4 separate regions of the Mus musculus genome follow, and regions 2, 3 and 4 are each linked to region 1. Evidence: chromatin contacts called from public HiChIP or PLAC-seq data. All regions are on one chromosome and are shown on one strand. The core of a region is the stretch at or near the end of the contact, and the rest is flanking DNA. Distances in the headings are between cores, read along the strand shown.

What was found. HiChIP or PLAC-seq counts read pairs in DNA pulled down with a chosen protein or histone mark.
Region 2: a FOXA1 HiChIP or PLAC-seq map of pancreatic cancer cells shows a contact between it and region 1. The contact joins two enhancer-like sites. A contact is called at or near these places in 2 of 15 datasets of contacts at CTCF or cohesin (both in the NIH/3T3 cell line), 1 of 484 Hi-C or Micro-C datasets (Sertoli cells) and 3 of 115 datasets of contacts at active chromatin or transcription factors (the NIH/3T3 cell line, embryonic stem cells and pancreatic cancer cells).
Region 3: a contact with region 1 is called in an HNF4G HiChIP or PLAC-seq map of pancreatic cancer cells. The contact joins two enhancer-like sites. A contact is called at or near these places in 1 of 15 datasets of contacts at CTCF or cohesin (the NIH/3T3 cell line), 4 of 484 Hi-C or Micro-C datasets (the MC3T3-E1 cell line, cerebral cortex, cortical neurons and 1 more), 6 of 115 datasets of contacts at active chromatin or transcription factors (the NIH/3T3 cell line, astrocytes, cardiomyocytes and 3 more) and 1 of 9 other capture datasets (embryonic stem cells).
Region 4: a FOXA1 HiChIP or PLAC-seq map of pancreatic cancer cells shows a contact between it and region 1. The contact joins two enhancer-like sites. A contact is called at or near these places in 1 of 15 datasets of contacts at CTCF or cohesin (the NIH/3T3 cell line) and 1 of 115 datasets of contacts at active chromatin or transcription factors (pancreatic cancer cells).

What each region holds. Positions count from the first base shown.
Region 1 is chr4:55,926,240-55,928,939 of GRCm38.p6, forward strand. No RefSeq gene overlaps it. Among named protein-coding and RNA genes, the nearest start is that of Gm34482, 26 kb to the right of the region's middle. Within about 2 kb of position 1,327, at least 35 of the 459 cell types and tissues checked have an H3K27ac peak or open chromatin away from gene starts, as enhancers often do. A contact at or near this core is called in pancreatic cancer cells, where this site is marked.
Region 2 is chr4:56,373,045-56,375,744 of GRCm38.p6, forward strand. No RefSeq gene overlaps it. Among named protein-coding and RNA genes, the nearest start is that of Gm42291, 58 kb to the left of the region's middle. Within about 2 kb of position 1,422, at least 59 of the 459 cell types and tissues checked have an H3K27ac peak or open chromatin away from gene starts, as enhancers often do. A contact at or near this core is called in pancreatic cancer cells, where this site is marked.
Region 3 is chr4:55,657,810-55,660,509 of GRCm38.p6, forward strand. No RefSeq gene overlaps it. Among named protein-coding and RNA genes, the nearest start is that of Gm12511, 87 kb to the left of the region's middle. Within about 2 kb of position 1,317, at least 19 of the 459 cell types and tissues checked have an H3K27ac peak or open chromatin away from gene starts, as enhancers often do. A contact at or near this core is called in pancreatic cancer cells, where this site is marked.
Region 4 is chr4:55,592,293-55,594,992 of GRCm38.p6, forward strand. The region is part of intron 1 of Gm12506 (a long non-coding RNA gene); the gene reads left to right. All of the region lies in intron 2 of Gm12511 (a long non-coding RNA gene), which reads left to right. Among named protein-coding and RNA genes, the nearest start is that of Gm12511, 22 kb to the left of the region's middle. Within about 2 kb of position 1,294, at least 25 of the 459 cell types and tissues checked have an H3K27ac peak or open chromatin away from gene starts, as enhancers often do. A contact at or near this core is called in pancreatic cancer cells, where this site is marked.

The DNA.
Region 1 (2,700 bases), core at 77-2,576:
CTTGCATCCCCTGAGTCTCTGCTGCCTGTAACTCATTATATTAATTACACCCAGGCTGCACATTTTGGGGGTGAAATGTTTTTATCCTTTAGGAGAAAGTCAGATCATAGAAACAATAAATCTGAAATTGTCAACAGCATCCCCCAAATTTTAGAACATGCAAATATGCCCAGTGGGGATCCAGTGCTAATGCAAGCACTGACTTCAAGGCTGCTCCTTTTATCACTTGCACAGTTTTCCTGGTCTACTGATAACTGGTCATGCCGTACTTTTCATTATTCTGGCTGCTGCTGCTAGCTGCTGCAGTCACTGTTCCTCTTCTTCGTTCTTTTCCTCCTCCCTCTCCTCTACTTTATCCTCCTCCTCCTCCTCCTGCCCCTCCTGCTTCTCCTCCTCCTCCTCCTCCTCTTCCTCCTCCTCCTCCTCTTCTTGCTCCTCCTTTTGTTCTTCTTTTTGGTTTGTGTTTGACTGTGTTACCTGGGTCTCACTCTATCCCACTCACTCTGTAGCCTTGAACTCACGGTTATCTATCTCCCTGTCACAGTCTTTTAAGTGCTAGGGATGATAGGCATGAGCTGCTATACCTGCTCATCCCTGCTTATCCTGCTTCTTGACTGACCGTGCTTGCTGTACCCCCAGGATACCATACCAGCTCTCCTCCATCTTACTGGCCCTGAGTACTCTTTTATACAACTCAGTTTATATGTTCATTTTGCCTTCACCTGGGCAATAATTCTCCATCCTTAAAATAATTCCATTAACCTGTGTATGTCCTGTCCATGTCGAGTCTGATTAGGATCCTGGAAAGGACAAATATATGAGATCTTACTTCTCTATGCAGACATAGCATTAGGTAGCTGTAAGGCCATTAACATAGAGGAGAGAGTGCTGGGAAGAAACGTTATCACTGGGAAGAGAGCAACAAGCATCAAGAAAAGATGCCTTAGAGGAAAGAGGTCACTGTGAACCCCTTCAGACAAGAAGGATTGAACCAGGGACAGGGGAGGCTATAGGTGGAGTGATGCAGGCCAAACAAGCATCAAGTGCACAAATGTAAAGCTCTCAGCTTACACCCCCCAGCCAGGTTACAGGACCCACAAGGAAAATAACACTGTGTTATTTCCTAATATAACCTGGGCCAGGGATCAGTCTTAGAGACTGAAAATATATCTAGCTTACCTCTTATTTTGTTTAATTCATGATGTTGTTAAGAGTTTTATATTTTTAAACGACTAGGAAAAATTACTCAACCGATCAGGACTACTTCATGACACATAAAAATGCTATGCAATTCAGATGTCAGCATCCATGCATATAGTCATATCAGAACCCAGCCACGCCTGCTTATGTATGCATTACCCAGCACTGCTTCTGAGCTATTGTAGCTGAAGTGAGTAATAGCAGGAGACCATTTGGCTCATGAAGTCTAAATCATTTCTTATCTTGCCCTTTACAGGAAAAGCTTGTTGACTTGTGGCTTAGGCTAAAGAATCCGACTACTGAGGCTCCAGTTCTGAACTCTCTTTCTCCCACCTGTGTGATTTTGGACCATCAATTTTTTTCACATTTTTTTAATTGGATATTTTCTTTATATACATTTCAAATTTCAAATTCTATCCTCCCCCTATATCCTCCCCCCTGCCATGTTCCCCTACTCATCCACTCCCGCTTTTTGGCCCTGGCATTCTCCTGTACTCGGGCATATAAGGTTTGCTAGACTGAGGGGCCTCTCTTCCCAATGATGGCCAACTAGGCCATCCTCTGCTACATATGCAGCTAGAGACACGAGCTCTGGGGGTACTGGTTAGTTCATATTGCTGTTTGGACCAACAATTTTATCATCACTCCCTGTCACTGTTTTCCCATTTGAGGATAAACATGAGTTGTTATGGAAACTGGGTTAGTACACTCTAACCTGGGAGGTTTAGAGTAGTGTCTTGCACATAACAAGCTCTCAGTAAATGTTTCTTATTCCCTTTGTGGCGGAGGAGCTCAGCTGCAGGCTTGGCATCTTTTCTTATTCAGAGGATATTTCTTGAAAGAATGAAACCGTGAGGAAGTGCATTGAGGTGTGTCCTCGAGACCATCACTAGCTCTGTGCTGCTTTCCAAAGGGGCTGAGGAGGGAATTCCAGTCTCCAGTGCCTTTTCCACTCTCCAGCATCGCCGGAACATCTGCTAGTAATCTTGGTCTTGTGGCATTTTTTTCCCTTCTGTTTTTGTTAATTTTTAAAAGAATCTTTGGGCTGTGGATGATGGAGAGAAAAAGTCCAGGGTGAGGGGCGATGACTGTGGAGTGTGTGCAGTGGGGAACAACTAGTATGGACTTTTGACATGAGAGATAATGTTTCCAGAGAGTAAGGGGCCCCCAACATAAAAAAAAATTCTCCAAGAAAAAGAGAACTAGTAACTATTTCTTAGAGTCTCCTTGGAGCACTGTAGGCAGATGGTGTGTTTTAATATGAGAGACTTGTTCCAGCCTCCCAGGGCAACCAGCGCGTGGCCATGGGTCCAGAAAGGCAGCTTGCTCATCCGTAGGCTGAATACTTCTGTGTAACAAGACTCTCTTGCGGCTTAGAAAAGGCTTTCAGTCTCCTTGAGACATCTGTTTTGTAAAAATCAGCCCAGCACGCTCAGAGCATCACCAACAGAGTCTGTATTCATCCTTCAGGGGCCATTTTATCTGCACACTGACTGAGAC
Region 2 (2,700 bases), core at 172-2,671, 450 kb after region 1:
GGAAACATTTGCCAACGTCTGTTCCGTTTTCAAATTCCCAGTCACATGTGGTTTCTGTTTGAGCAAATGCATCAAGTAATAATGAGCTTATTGTTAATTGTGCAATATCAGGCTTTAAGGTGTAAATCATCTCTAGTCCACACTGCCATTATCCCATGTTGATGGTAGACGCTTGCAGTCGTTTCTTAATGAAAACTAATATGTGACTGCTATTGATCTTTTATATTTGTCAAAGTTTATCAGAGGGAAGTCAAGACTTCTGGGGGGGGAGGAAGCTGTATGTAATGTCTACACAATGAGTATACAGATGTGCTTGGGACTGTGTGCACACATGTGGAAGCTAGAGGAAGACATTGAGCCTTTCTCTGTCACTCACGGCCTGAGTGCCCTGAGACAGTGTCTCTCAGTGAACTGGAAGTCTGTCTTTTTAGCTAGCCTGATGGGCCAGCAAGTTCCTGGGACCTGCTTGCCTCTGTTCCCCAGGATTCCAATTAATAGACACACATAGCCACGCCTGGCTCTTTCCCAGGGTTACTGAAGATTCATCTTCAGGTCCTCACACTTGCATGAAAGTGTTCTTTCCCACTGAGCCATCTCCCCAGCATCTCAAGATTCTTAGCACGGACAAGTGTGCTAATATAAATAGATTCCCTCTGAGCAGAGGATAAAAAGAAGTTTGATTGTCTCCACCCAAAAATGGCTTCCCCCCAAAAAAGCTCCATGGAACTCAGATTCAAATATTAATTTGCCTCTGTGATGTTTTAAGAAACAAACACTTCTCTCCAGAGGATACTTCCTCTGTGGTTATAGAGATCAACAGAAAGCATTTAGGGTAGAAAATGAGGGTGACTAAGTCATGCTTGAATTCTTGACATTCACAGACTCAGTCGCTGGAGAGTTTGAATCACTGTTAGTGTGAAGCATCCTCCTTTCTCTCCTTCCTGTGTGAGGGAGACTTGAGGCAGAAAAGAACAACAGAGACGTGTTTTTCATGTTGCCAACAAGCTATATGGATATGGCGTTTTCATATCAAATCCCCCAGAAAATACCTAACATCTCCAAGTTTGTTCCTTGCTGCAGCAAAGGATAGCTAGCTACTCGTTTGGGGAGGTTTGTGTTGCTGGTGAAATTCTCTCTTGAGTCATGATTAACGAAACCACTCATTAGCCGTATTGAACATCGGCTGGGGGGGGGGTGCGTGTGTGGTATTGATAAACTTAAAATACATTTCATTCTTCCTGTGTAGTTGAATCAAAATCAGATCATAGCTCATCGATGATGGACAGGACCTGAAAGGTGATTCTGTATGACTCTTCATTCTATGAATGAGAAATTTTAAGAGGAAAGTCAGCTTATTTGCTAAAGATCAGTCAGTGACTAAGTGGTACAGTCACTCTCAGAGCCTCCAGGGCTTTCTCCTACCCTCACTGTGAACATAAGGCCACTAAGTTGAGGGCTGGGAAGGGGAGCAATTCTGGAATTGGCATCAGCTTGAGGTGGGGGTGGGGTGGCTTCCTTCCAGAGACCCTACTGCCAGCATTCAGTCCCACCACTTGAGGGAGCTGTGGAGACCCTTCTTCCACAGCCTATTGCCCTGCCATTGTGTTCTGAGCAGCCAGCCCTTACTTGGCAACTAAGTGGTATGGGTCTGTGGCAAGGCAAGTAGCCAAAGACGCCAACTCCACTGTGCCTTAACAAGAGCAGTGGCAGAACCCCCAGACAAAATGGGGAAAAAGTGATTTGTTGTAGAATTCTTGTTAGTCTGGTCAGTTCCCATTCGCCTGTGAAACCGGATTTGTAGACACATGTACTGGCCAATGACTCAGCCTTAAAAAATAAAGTCATTCATAATTTATGCATAAACAAGAATAGCTTTTGTTTCTGAGGACTCAAGAAGGTTTCATAGCCCTGTCTTGCTGTCCCACTCCGGAGGAGCAGTTCCTGTTTCAAGGCAGTTTCTATAGGCCTATAAATACTTTGATGTTCAAACATCTGGAACTTATATTTGGTGTTGACTAATGAGCATTATTATTTTATTATGTATTTATATGTGATCTAAAAGAAATTTGAGGTTAGATGCCACATAACTCTGTATATACAGCGAACAATGACAAATTCTTTTTACCCATTACATTGATGATTTATTACAGGGCATAAGGAGTTCTGAGTTGTTCACTTGACATATAATTGTGCTTGGGAAGATAGTAATGGTACAGAGAGATGTAAAATTGCCCCTAACGTATATTGTTAAAATACTTTGTAAGTGGACAAAATGGACTCCAGAGGTACTATTTCACTCTTCTTAAAAAAGAAAAAAAAATCAAAGGATGGCCAATATGGCAACAAACTGGAGTTCTTTTGAATAAGTAAAGATGAGCCCTGGTCTTAGAAATACATGTGGGCACGCTTGGAAAGGCAATAAACAATACATAATGGATCTGACTTCAAAGAACGCCTATTGGAGAACCAGACCTATTTCAAAGCCCAATGTTCCATACCTAGTTTGTCTTGGTACCAGTAAGCCACAGGTAAACATGCTAAGATCAAAGGGAAAGGTGGGTGTGTGGAGGGAGGGGTGCGCACTGACTGACATTACTTTCTCCTCAAAGCATTTCCCCGAGGGACCCTGGAGACAGCACCTTGTAAGCGCCTCTGTTGTAGATTCAGGAATTTATCTTAGGAGTGTCAGAAGTACTCCAG
Region 3 (2,700 bases), core at 67-2,566, 270 kb before region 1:
TAAGGGGCACAAAGCATACAGAACCCTTGCACATGGAGATGGAAGCAACTTATCGAACATTTCGGTCCCATCTTGGGTATAGGCTATCACAATTCTTGGCAACACGCCTGCAGTATCTGAGGCCAGATGGGTTTTTAGATCGAGGGACATGTTTTGGGTTGAGATTCCCACATTTCTTAGGAAATTCTTACCTCTTGGGGAGATAACTTTACAGATAAGCTGCTCTCATCACATACATACATACATACATACATACATACATACATACATACATACATACGTATATACATGTGTGTATATTATATATAATATAGCTTTCTTTTTAAAATTATGTTTTCTCTTGGATATTTATGTATTGGGTAGTAATTTATCGGAGACAGGGTGTCACTACATAGCTCTGCTCACGGCAATCCTCCTACTCCGCGGCCTCTCAAGCACTTTGACTGTAGGCATGAACCAGCAATCCCATCTTGTATTTTTCATTTGATTCCTAGTTAGCGAGCTCGTGGAAAGACTCTTGTTGGTATACTACTTGGAAATGTAAGGCTGGGGAAAACAACCCCTTTCAGTGTGGGCGTGGTTAGGCAACTCCATCACTCTCCCTGGCTATGGAACTGCACGGTGACAGTTTACAAAGGATGCACGAAGCTCTGTAGGTATGGTGTCCCGTGGAACGAGGGTGTGAACACGTCAATTGGGATGGCTTGCATGGCTGATCCTCTTTACAGATGGCCACACATCTGCACACAGCTGCATAACTTCCCATATGAACATCTACAGGCTTAAACTCATGCGCAGAGGCTGAGAAGGCAGGAGGACATCAGAATGAGTCTCTGGGGAGAGTGGCTCCCAAGAGAGGTTTCTGCTCTATGTAACGTCTGCATTGTTTGCATTGAGAATGCATTGCTTGGGTAATGAAAAAAATGATTAAAACCATAACTGAATCCTCCCCCTGAGTTTCTAGGAGACAGCTGAGGGCCACAAGTCCCTGCCTTCTGTACTTTTTCTCCTGGACTTGGGCAGAGTGCCCCTTGTCCTTGTTCTGGACTCTTACTGATGCCATCTGCTCTGCGATACTTAACCCAGCCTTGACCCTCTCTATCTCCTTCAAGGAGCACAGTAAGTCCTTGATGACCATTTCCCTGGAGCCCAAGCACAGCTGCCTTAAGAGCTCAGCTTGTGTCCTAACTCTTTTTTTTCCCACCGGATCTTTCAGTTCTGCATAGCTCCATTACTCTGGGCCTCCCTCTCTACCTCTCATCCTTCCTCTCTCCAGATGGGGTTGGGAGTGCCAGGGATGTGGGGTGAGTCAGCTGGTGCTCATGACCACACAAGGTAACACCGCAGGGCCTCTGTGCAGCAGCGGTGGCGGCAGCGGTGGCAGCGGCCCCAACAGCTCACATCCCTCTCTTTTTTCTCAGATTCACTCTTCCTCTACTGAACCACAGCTGAGAAAGTTGTGGGCAGTCATTGCTTCTACTCTAGTCCTAGCCTCTCATTCTTGGGAGGTCTGTCCTGGTGGTGCCCACATGTCCGTGGTGGGCAAAAGAGAGAGGTCTTCTGGGACGCCCAGGAGATCATGTTTTTCCACGGCCCTCGGTCACCGAGCCAAGGAATACGCGCCTGGGTTTTCCCTTCTGTAAGTTGAGAAGGTTGGTTTCCATGCTTTCAGAGCCGCTTCCAGCTTGACGCTCAGCAGTCCGTGCCTTTGTTGTGCTCACCTCTCCTGTGTGGCCTGGGACCATCTTGTTTCTTTCCCACGAGTCTGTGCAGTAGACAACGCAGCTCATATTTCCCTCCTTGGCAGCCTAGGAAATCAAGGCTTTAGCGATGGCGAGGATGGCCCACGGTCATCCTGCTGCCTTCATAGAGGCACACAGGAACCAGAGCATCTTCTATGATGGGTAGGTGAGATGACAAACAGAGCAGCCAGGGAAAGGACTTGGAGGAAAGGGAAGGCAAGGGTGCCTTGATCAGCTCAGTGTGGCCAGAGGACTATAGAGAGGACAAAGTCTAAATCTACCTTATGCTACCCTCTGCAAAACCCTTCGAGCAAAAGTGGGCTGGTAACTTTTTTTTTTTTTTTTTTTTTTAAGGCTGGTTCAGACTTGCTAGTAACATGTCCTTTCCCCTCCTCCTCAGTGCTGGGTTTACAGGGATGTGTCACCATGTCTAGTTTCATGCAGTGCTGTGGATGTTACCCAGGGCTTTGGGCATGCTAGACAAACATTCTACCAAGTAAATGACCTCAGTGGCCCCTGTCATTGGAAGAATGGGTTCTTAAGGATCTGGTAGGAGGGTTTTCTACATGAAAGCAAGTGCTTGCATAGAATCCTACATTATCATCAGCTAAGTGAGATGATCCAATCTCCAAGAAAGCCTTTATCCCTATCGTTGGCTCAGTGCTTTCAGTGCTCACCGCTGATGTTCAGTTAGCAAGGTAAAGTCACTGCATGCTTAGGGAGATGTATGCAATTGGTTCTGGAAAGCTGGACAGAGACACTACAGCACCTCACTGCATTCTTCTGCTCTTAAATGTCTGGTTGCCTCTTGGGATGGTTTGTATATGCTTGGCCCAGGGAGTGGCCCTATTAGGAGGTGTGGTTTTGTTGGGGTAGGTGTGTCACTGTGGGCATGAGCTTAAGACCCTCATCATTGTTGTCCGGAAGTCAGTCTTCCACTTGTAGCCTTCAGATGAAG
Region 4 (2,700 bases), core at 44-2,543, 330 kb before region 1:
TCACCAGGTTGGCACCAGTCTGAATTTTATTAAGCAGGAGAAGCACTTTCCCCAAGCAGCATCTTGCTCCCACTGGAGTGTAACTAGGGATGAACAGCACCCGCCCTGCTTTCCACACTCTCCTATCACTGTTTGGAGCCTTAGGGTTGTATAAAACTTTATTATGTAAGATGGGAAGACAGCATCATCAGGGCAGGGCAGGGCTGTACCCCAAAGTAGTAGTGGGTATACAATCAAACTTGGGGGACTGTGAGCACTTGAGCCTTTTTTCTCTAGGGTGAGGGGTTGATAGAGAGACCATACTTACAAGTGAATGTGCTGCTGGAAGCGGGGTGGGGGGGATGGGGGGGTGGGGTAAAGCAGCAACGTGGTCCAACCTTGAATGACCCACGTGGATCAAGAATGGCAGTGGGTACTAGCTTTCTCTCAGTCCTTCCCAGATCTTCAAAAACTGTTATCAGCCCTCAGCTTGCCGATGGAGAGCCCGGGAGAAAGAGAAAGAGATGAGTAGTCTTTTAATCTATGCCCATTTGACCCCATAACCCCTGACTTTCCAAGAGGCATGAGAGGCGCCAGGCGGGTGACTCAGGATAGAAGGCCAGAGGTCTCCTTGGTTATTTTATGCCGGGTAGCTGAGACAGATGTGTACTGCGTTTATTTTTTTATTTGGGGGATTTTCTGTACTGGATCCCATGTACCAGCAGAGCAGTCAAGGAAGAGGTTGGCTCACCGTTCGTTTGTTCGTTCGTTCGTTCGTTCCTTCTTTCCTTCCTTCCTCCCTCCCTCTCTCTCTTCCTTCCTCCCTCCCTCTCTCCCTCTTCCTAGTCATCCTCCTCCTCACCACCTAGCTTTTTCTCTGAAGTAACTGGCCATTGGCAGTTTTCTCCCCAGTTAGTATTTAACTTCTCTCTCCCTGGCAGCTTTGCCCTTCCCTGAGCACTATAAACCAATCAAGGTGTTTTCCCATTAAGGACAGCTGACGATGACTGGCTTTTCTGCTGTGCCCGGCAGGACAGTGTTGCTAGGCAGCAGCTGTCTATGCAAAATGAAAAAGTGCAAGCCGGTGTGGGGCTTGAGGCTGGGGGTTAGCTCAGTTGTCTGCCTAGGATGTATGAATCCTTGGGTTCAGTGCCCAGCAGTGGGTAAACAGGAAGTGGTGGCACAGGTCAGCAACCCCAGCACTTCCAAGGCATTCACAAGAGGATCAGGAATTTAAGGTCACCCTTAACTACATGGGATACCTAGCCCAGGCTTCCCTCAATCTTGAGGTGATCCCCCTGCCCTTGCCTTTTAAGCTAGGAGTCCAGGTGTGAGTCACCACACATTCAGCTCCTTATGGGACCTCTATGGTCATTGACAGACACAAAAAAAATTTGTATGTAACCCAGGAGTGTTCCCAGCTGAGGGTTTACAAGGCAGGGAAAGAAAGAAAGGAAGGAAGGAAGAAAGGAAGAAAGGAAGAAAGGAAGAAAGGAAGAAAGAAAGAAAGAGAGAAAGGAAGGAAGGAAGGAAGGAGAAAGAAAGAAAGAAAGAAAGAAAGAAAGAAAGAAAGAAAAGAAAAGAAATAGGGATGTTTCAGAAGAGTTATAATTTACAATTCATCCAAAATTACTTTTAGTCCTCTAGAGTGACTGTCCCAAAAAGCTGACACAAGTTAGGAATGCTCACCTGTGCCTTCCAGAGGAAATGTGGTCAAGTTCCTCTGAGTCCCTGCTCATATCTCCCTCCCCACATCACTCTGTACCTGGCTGTGTTCTGTAAGCGTTACTGTTTTTGTTTTATTTGCTTTTGCTTTTCGTTGAGACAGTCTTGCCATGTGTCTCTGCCTGGCCTTGAACTGGCCATCCTCTGTCCTACTCTCTCAGTGCTGAGACAGCAGGAGCACAGAGGAACTCTTCAGGTGGGAATATGCAGGTTGAACTGAAGTGTCCCACATCCCGAGTGGCCCAGAAAGCACTGGGTGTGGTGGCTCACGCCTGTGAGGAGTGTGCCTGGGTAGGATTGCCTTGAGCTGCAGGCAGCTTAAACTATGTAGGGAGTTCTAAGTCAGCCTGGACAAGAATGAGACCCTGTATCAACAAAACTAAGACAGGATCAATGAGCTGGCTATGTGGGTAAAGGTGCTTGCCGCTAAGCCGGATGACCTGAGTTCAATCCTAGGGACTCACATGGTGGAAAGAGAGACACCACCCCATGTGTGCTGTGACACTTAAGTACTCTTTCCTTCCAAATAAATAACTAAAATATAAACAAACATAATGAAAAGAAGAAAAAAAAAACCACATCTCAAGCTTTGACTGGAGTTTAAAATGAAGTTTGAGGAGGAGGAGAATTTACAAATACAGAATGTTTGTATTCTGGGGACCGATAGCATGGTAGATTAATATGGTCAACTTGGAAGGACCTAGAACACCAGAGAAACAAGCCTGTGGGCATGTCTGTGAGGGGTTTTCTCAATTAGGTTAATTAGTGTAGGAAGACCCATCCTAACTGGGTGACACCATTCTCTGGACTGTATAAAAATGGAGAAAGCTAGCACTCATTCCTCTCTGATTCCCGACTGTGGATGTAACATGAGCGGCTGGCTCAAGCTCCCACCGTCACGCCTTCTTGGACATAAAGGGCTGGGCTATCCACCCAGGAGAACAAATAACCTCCTCTTCCCCTTTCTTGCTCTCATCAATATATTTTATCACAACA